Regions from separate parts of the Xenopus laevis genome. Here region 1 is linked to region 2. A link is a contact called in public Hi-C data. All regions are on one chromosome and are shown on one strand. Each heading gives the region's core, a stretch centred on a gene start, on an enhancer-like site or on the middle of the called end of the contact. The rest is flanking DNA. Distances are from core to core; before and after follow the strand shown. Region 1 has its middle 14 kb from the start of LOC108699282. Region 2 has its middle 66 kb from the start of LOC108699281.

Evidence for each region. Hi-C and Micro-C count contacts between places; a contact is called where the count stands out from the background.
Region 1: a Hi-C map of the XTC cell line shows a contact between it and region 2, with 5 times the contacts expected there. The contact joins two enhancer-like sites. A contact is called at or near these places in 2 of 4 Hi-C or Micro-C datasets (the XL177 cell line and the XTC cell line).

Annotation. Positions count from the first base shown.
Region 1 is chr8L:110,774,367-110,778,142 of Xenopus_laevis_v10.1, reverse strand. No RefSeq gene overlaps it. Among protein-coding and RNA genes, the nearest start is that of LOC108699282, 14 kb to the left of the region's middle. Within about 2 kb of position 1,717, at least 1 of the 7 cell types and tissues checked has an H3K27ac peak or open chromatin away from gene starts, as enhancers often do.
Region 2 is chr8L:110,580,743-110,584,260 of Xenopus_laevis_v10.1, reverse strand. No RefSeq gene overlaps it. Among protein-coding and RNA genes, the nearest start is that of LOC108699281, 66 kb to the right of the region's middle. Within about 2 kb of position 2,155, at least 1 of the 7 cell types and tissues checked has an H3K27ac peak or open chromatin away from gene starts, as enhancers often do.

The DNA.
Region 1 (3,776 bases), core at 468-2,967, 190 kb before region 2:
TAACAGATAAGTACTACTATATTTAATATAAACAAGCTGCTGGATAGCCATGGGGGCAGCCATTCAAGCACAGGATACACAGTAGATAACAGATAAGTACTACTATAGTTTATATAAACAAGCTACTGGGTAGCCATGGGGGCAGCCATTCAAACACAGGATACACAGTAGATAACAGATAAGTACTACTATATTTAATATAAACAAGCTGCTGGGTAGCCATGGGGGCAGCCATTCAAACACAGGATACACAGTAGATAACAGATAAGTACTACTATATTTAATATAAACAAGCTGCTGGGTAGCCATGGGGGCAGCCATTCAAACACAGGATACACAGTAGATAACAGATAAGTACTACTATATTTAATATAAACAAGCTGCTGGGTAGCCATGGGGGCAGCCATTCAAGCACAGGATACACAGTAGATAACAGATAAGTACTACTATAGTTTATATAAACAAGCTGCTGGGTAGCCATGGGGGCAGCCATTCAAGCACAGGATACACAGCAGATAACAGATAAGTACTACTATAGTTAATATAAACAAACTGCTGGGTTGCCATGGGGGCAGCCATTCAAGCACAGGATATACGGTAGATAACAGATAAGTACTACTATAGTTTATATAAACAGGCTGCTGGTTAGCCATGGGGGCAGCCATTCAAGCACAGTGTACACAGTAGATAACAGATAAGTACTACTATAGTTTATATAAACAAGCTGCTGGGTAGCCATGGGGGCAGCCATTCAAAGCTAAAAAAGGACAAAAGGCACAGGTTACACAGCAAATAACAAATAAGCTCTGTAGTATACAATGGGATTCTTCAGAATTTATCTGTTATCTACTTTATATCCTGTGCTTGAATGGCTGCCCCCATGGCTACACAGCAGCCTGTTTATATAAACTATAATTGTGTTTCTGAAGCAAATACACCAGTTTTACCAGTGCAGGGCAACACTACATTACATTGTCATGTCTTAAAAACACATACATTTTTTGGTGTTACTGTTCCTTTAACGTTTATTAGGATGTAGTGAGTGATATTCTGAGCCAATTTGCGAATGGTTTTATTTTTTTTTTTATTATTTGTGGTTTTTCAGTTATTTCGCTTTTTATTCAGCGGCTCTCTCAGTTTGCAAATTCAGCAATCTGGTTGCTCGGGTCCAAATTACCCTAGCAACCATGCACTGAAAAAAGAGACTGGAATATGAATAGGAGCAGGCCCTGAATAGAAAGATGAATAATAAAATGTAGCAATACTCCTACATTTGTAGGAGCAGACCAGATTTTTAGATGAGGTCAGTGAACCCCATTTAATAGATGGAAGAAGAAGGAGGCAAATAACTAAAACACTATAAAAAAAAAGAAAAAATGAAGCCCATTAAAGCCCATGTATTTGCACCCTCGACCTATTTTTGCGCAAATCATGAATCAGGAGAATGGTTGAAGATTCAGGCAAGGCCTGTGCAGTCGTAACATTTCTTACAAATGTGAAAAAACTGATAGAGATTTATAGAATTACATTTAAGGAATGGCTAACTGGCAGCCCCTGGCTTTTGTTCAACTGTAGCTCCCATGCTTCTACCAATAGGTAAGGGTAGTGAAGCATCCTGTGGTATCTCACTATAGCACAGCTTTCTCTGCAGAGCATTCTGGGATCTGTAGGTCTGCAGCAGCTCTTAGGACCCAGGGTTTCTTTTGTGGACAATTACAGGGAAATGATCATAATGAAAAGAGAGGCACTGGGCTGTGACCAAGCTCTCTTAATTCAGTTCCTGTACCAACTGCTTGTGATCTTTGGGCAAATCATTTCATCTCCTTGAGCCTCAGGCAACCAGATTAGATGGAAGGCTCTACGGGACACCGGCTACTACTTTGCTGGGGATAAAACAAAACCAATAGATAATTAATTAATTGATGCAGGATGAGATTAATTGCATCTAAGAAATGCTATTTTTATAGTGCACATAATATACAGGAATAAATGGATGTTGTGATTGTTTATTATTCACTCCAGCCTATGTTAAAGAAAGGGTGTATAGGCCTATGTATGTAATTCATGTGATTTAGCTGTATAAACACATTTACTTTATAGCACTGCGAAATATGCTCTATAAATACATGTTAATAATAATAAAAATAGGCTTGCACCCTTTCGTTATTGCTTTTATTTAAGGTAGAAGCAGGGAGTAAAATCCATGCCTCTTGAGAGCCACCTAGTGTTTGTTAGTAGTACAAGCGAATTTGAGAATAGCAGTGATGATATTTATATCCCTTTTTTCTCTGCAGAAGATTCTGGTTTTTAATTATTTCTTTAATGTATTTTATTTCTTCCAGTCTAAGGGTAGAAGTACACAAACTTTTCGGCGCGATCCGACGCGCTGCGAAAAAACACCGGTGTCAAATCGGATGCAACGGAAATAAGGTAAGAGATAAAAATGTCGGATGAAGTTGCAGCGTTGACCCGACGTGACTGTCGGATGCAGGCGCAGCGGTTGCATCAGGCAGTCGTGTTGCGTCGGATCAACGCTGCGGCACCATCCGACAATGCCATTACTTACCTTATTTCCATTGCATCCGATTTGACGCCGGCGTTTTGTTACATCGGTCTGATCACACCGAAAACGTTTGTGTAGTACCCTTATAGTCAGTTTGTATGCCAAAAATGTCAAAGTTTACTGAGTGTAGAGAAAGTAAATCTAATTGTACAGTACAGGTATGGGACCTGACATCTATATTGCTCGGGACCTGAAATCTTCCGGATACCTTAAGTCTACTAGAAAATCATGTAAACACAAAATAAATCCAATAGGCTGGTTTTGCTTCCAATAAGGATTACTTATATCTTAGTTTGGATCAAGTACAAGGTGTTGTTTTATTATTACAGAGAAAAGAAAATCATTTTTAAAAATTTGGATTATTTGAATAAAATGGAGTTTATGGGAGACTGCCTTTCTGTAATTTTGAGCTTTATGGATAATGGTTTTCCGGATAACGGATCCCATACTTGTAATACATTGATCAGCTACTTCTATACTATGATCTCCATGTTTTTGATGCAATTTATGTGTCCTATACGTCCTAGCCACAAGCAATGTCCTTGGGCCATGATCAGCGGGGAGACTTACGATATTGTCTGCAAAAAATCACCCAAAATTGCTTCTCCACCAGCAATAATTGATATAGGTAAAACAAATGCAACACAAATTTGGCCATAGTTTCCTCACGAGGCAACTTCGGAAAACGAATGGGCCCTTAGCTTTTGCCACAGGCGATTTCAGTTATTGCCGGCAGAGAAGCATTTCTGGGAGATTTGTCACCTGCAATAGTGCAAATCTATTTCGGCAAGAAACCTGTTGACCCTAAAGTGTGCATATTTTAACAAGTACCCTGGTCACACTAGACTAGAGCTTAGTTATGAGGAGTAGTGGACTTATGGCAGCCAGGGTCAGATTGGCCTGCAAAAATATCAGAAGATCGCCTAATGGACCCCTCAGGGGCGTAACTATAGAGGAAGCAGACCCTGCGGTTGCAGGGGGGCCCAGGTGTGTAGGGGGCCCAGTGAGACCCTAATTAATTAGCAATTTTAATATATCTTGGTAAAATAGGCCAACTTATAAATATTTTGGGGCCCTAAATTGAATTTGCTATGGGGCCCAGTAACAACTAGTTACGCCACTGGGACCCCTGTTTTGGACAGTTCTCATCAGCACAATCTTATTTCCACTATAGGCTTTAAAGTGGGTCCTAAATATCAGGTTCTGGCAGGTA
Region 2 (3,518 bases), core at 906-3,405:
TAAGAATGTGTTGTTTTGGAACTGAAAAGGAACATTTGTGGTAAACTGAACAAGAGCAGTTGTCCACAACAACCATTTAGCAATTAGTAGTCTACTATTAGTACAAAATCAAAGCAAAGGCCTTATGGGCTGTGTGTGACAACTGCACTTGTGCAATTTAGTAAGTCTCTTTATATTATAATAAAGGCATGAGTCAGTTTTGCATTGCATAATAGCTTTGTTGCACAAAGTCCATATTGGGTCAATTACTGAATTGAGAGTTGAATCATAACTGACAATCAATTATCAGTCAATTATCCATTAACAATGACCTGCAAACTTTTTTCCAGTTGTATTAATAAATTAAAGAGTAATGCTGAGCTCAGATTATGTGCGTCTTATAGTACACAAAGTCTTTAGGGGCCATTTATAAAGTGCAAAGAGGCAATCTCGGTTGCTTCTGACAACTGCACTTAGCACCTATGTTCATTATTCAGCCCACGGGTCACATTTACTTGCATGCAAATTTTCATTTCGGAAGTCTCTGCCAGACTTTGTGCAACCAAGTCAGATGTTATTTTGTGACGAATACACGTATTCATCAAAATGCATCAAAATGCTCAATTATGTCTCGACAAAAGAATGCTGGGGTACTTTTGTCAGCAATAATTCGTTGGTGTGAAAATTTCATTACGAATTTTCTCTAGCCTTCCTTTCTTCCTAGCAAAACTTTAACTGACTTACGCTTACATCAATTTAAATTCAGTGAGTATATAAAGGTCAAATGTCTGTATATATTAGTGATGTTGTTGAACTTGCTGGAAGTGTCCACTTTTTATTAAAAATAAAAACAGAAAGACAGAGAGCCTCCATTATCCCAGGCCATGAGCCCTCCTAAAACAAATGTGTCATGAGTTTCAAATGTAAAAAAAAAGTGTAAATACAATATTTTTAACAGTTACAACTTGTAAACATGATCCCACTTTAAATATGACAAATCCCCAGCGTTTTTGACTTTTGCTCATGACTTTTTTGGAATACGGGATATGATGTCACTGACATAATAATGTTGAGGATATAATAACTTCATTGTATTAATTTGCCAGTCAGAACCTGGCAAAATAGATTTTGGTGAAAAGGGTAGCGAATTGAAATTTTGATAAATTAGTGAACTTGTGATCGTTCGCCTAAGCAATAATTTGCCTGACGAAAGTTTGCCAGCGACAAGGTAGTTCTCTAGCGAAGTGTGTCGCTCATCTTTCAGTAAATAGGTGATGTCATTGCAAATTGTCTTTTTAGCGGAAATTTGTCAGAAAAACACAAGTCGCTCTTTAGTAAATATGCCCCCAAGTGTCTTTGGAATGTTTTAGCATCTGTCTTTTACAGACTTAACATAATAGGTCTAACCTTGTACATCTCATTTATTAGTTGGACCAATGAAGAGAAAAGTCCAATACAACTAATAAGTAGAGATGCACCAAATCCACTATTTTGGATTCGGCCAAACCCCAAATCCTTTGTGAAAGATTCGGCCGAATACCGAACCGAAGCCGAACCCTAATTTGCATAAGCAAGTAAGGGGTGGGAAGGGAAATTTTTTTTTACTTGTTTTGTGACGAAAAGTCACGTGATTTCCCTCCCCACCTCTAATTTGCATATGCAAATTAGGATTCGGATTCGGTTCGGCCTGGCAGAAGGATTCGGCCGATTCCGAATCCTGCTGAAAAAGGCCGAATCCCGAACCGAATCCTGGATTCAGTGCATCCCTACTAATAAGAGTATGACCATTGTCATTCAAGACTTTTCTTTGTGCAGGGATAAGGGATGATATATAATGCCTAATACATAATACATAATGCCTAAATTCAGAAGAGATGATGAGGATAGAGGTAACACTAAAACAGTCAGGAATATGTGCTAAATACAGACAATGTGGGGAATTTGGTCTCCAAAGCTTCTAAATGGGACCAGGAAGCTGTTTATAGTGAACAGGAATTTCCCACCCCTAAAATTATGTTTTAATTCACCTTAAGTTGCAAAAGGGGAATTGGGTGTTCACAACAGTGGCGGAACTACCGGGGGAACCAGGGAGGCAGGGCCCCCCGGCAGCCCGTGCGCCTCTGAAAATGCGGCCGTACGGAGGGGGGCGGGCCCGGCTGTGCGTCACGCACCAGGGCCCGCCCCCCTCTAGTGACGCTACTGGTTCACAAAGAACTTGACTGGCATCTATATACTCCATAAACATTTGTAGATACAGTAGCTCTACCCAACAGAATGTGAGGTTAGAGCTAAAGCAAAGCCAACAATCAGTAACATGGTTCCCTTTACAATAATGAGAAGGGAGCTGAGCGAAAGCTGAGTTTGTTGAGTTAAGTTTGTTGGATATGCATGTAGAATTATTGGATGGGTAGGATACTTTTCTATGACAACAGAATGGAATTTAACAGAAGAGTCTTTTACTGTAGGTTCTATCTTAATTTCTCTGTCACTTCAAATCAGCATCTATTTAACATGTTGACTTGGCTTTAGCCCTTTAATTGCAATAAAGTCTATTTTTCTTTGTAACATTGAACTCTAATTACAGCCTCTATGACATATGGAAATTGTTTCTATATCTGTGTTTTAGCTTGAAGTTCAGCAGTGACCCCTACAGGGTTTGCTAGGCAACGTGACTAGATGTTCTCTGTAACTTCAGAAATTTATCAAGTTGTTTTGTAAAGCCCCAGGATGGCTATTTGGCGTTAAGCAAGTAAACAGTCATTTGCATTAGTAAAAATATGTGTAGCACATGAACTGAGCACTTATTCTCACTAAATGGCATGTGTGACAGTGTTATGTATAAAAAGCATTATGATACATAAAGCTGGACCTTGCAGTTAGGGATGTGGCTTCTCACACTGCAACAAACAGTAATTTCAATTAACCTGACATTTTTTACAAGCAGAACTCCATCCATGTAACCTGAGCAATATGCAGGCATTTGACTGGAACACGTACAAAGTAAGATAAATCATCTACCAGCCCTCCAAATAGAAAGATAAACTACAGAATAGACTTGTCCTCCAGTAAATTTCTGCACAGGTCAGGTCACTGCTAAACCAACCCGTATCTAATGGTTTTTTTGTAACTGAAAATGCATACCTGTGTTAATGAATTGTGTAACATACTTTACATGAATATCACACTTATAGGTTCTAGTATGGAGCAATCTTAATAATTAAGTCCCACTTACTGTAACTCTACAACATTTTTGCATTGTTTTGTAAGGGGCATTTTAACCAGATATTTGGATATCTTCTCCTTAAGATGTAAGTTCTGGGGCATGAGCACATGGACCTTCACGTGTCCTTCACATGGTGATTTCACCACTTTGTAGTAATTTATTTGGTTACATGGATTACTAATAGAGGATATTGTCTATACTGACATGGTGGTATCTATATACAGAGTTTGAGTTCTACAAATGGCTTCACCAGGGGTTGCCACACCCCTTGCTTCAACTGATGCTATAGACCAGTGATCTCCAACAGTGGCTTGCA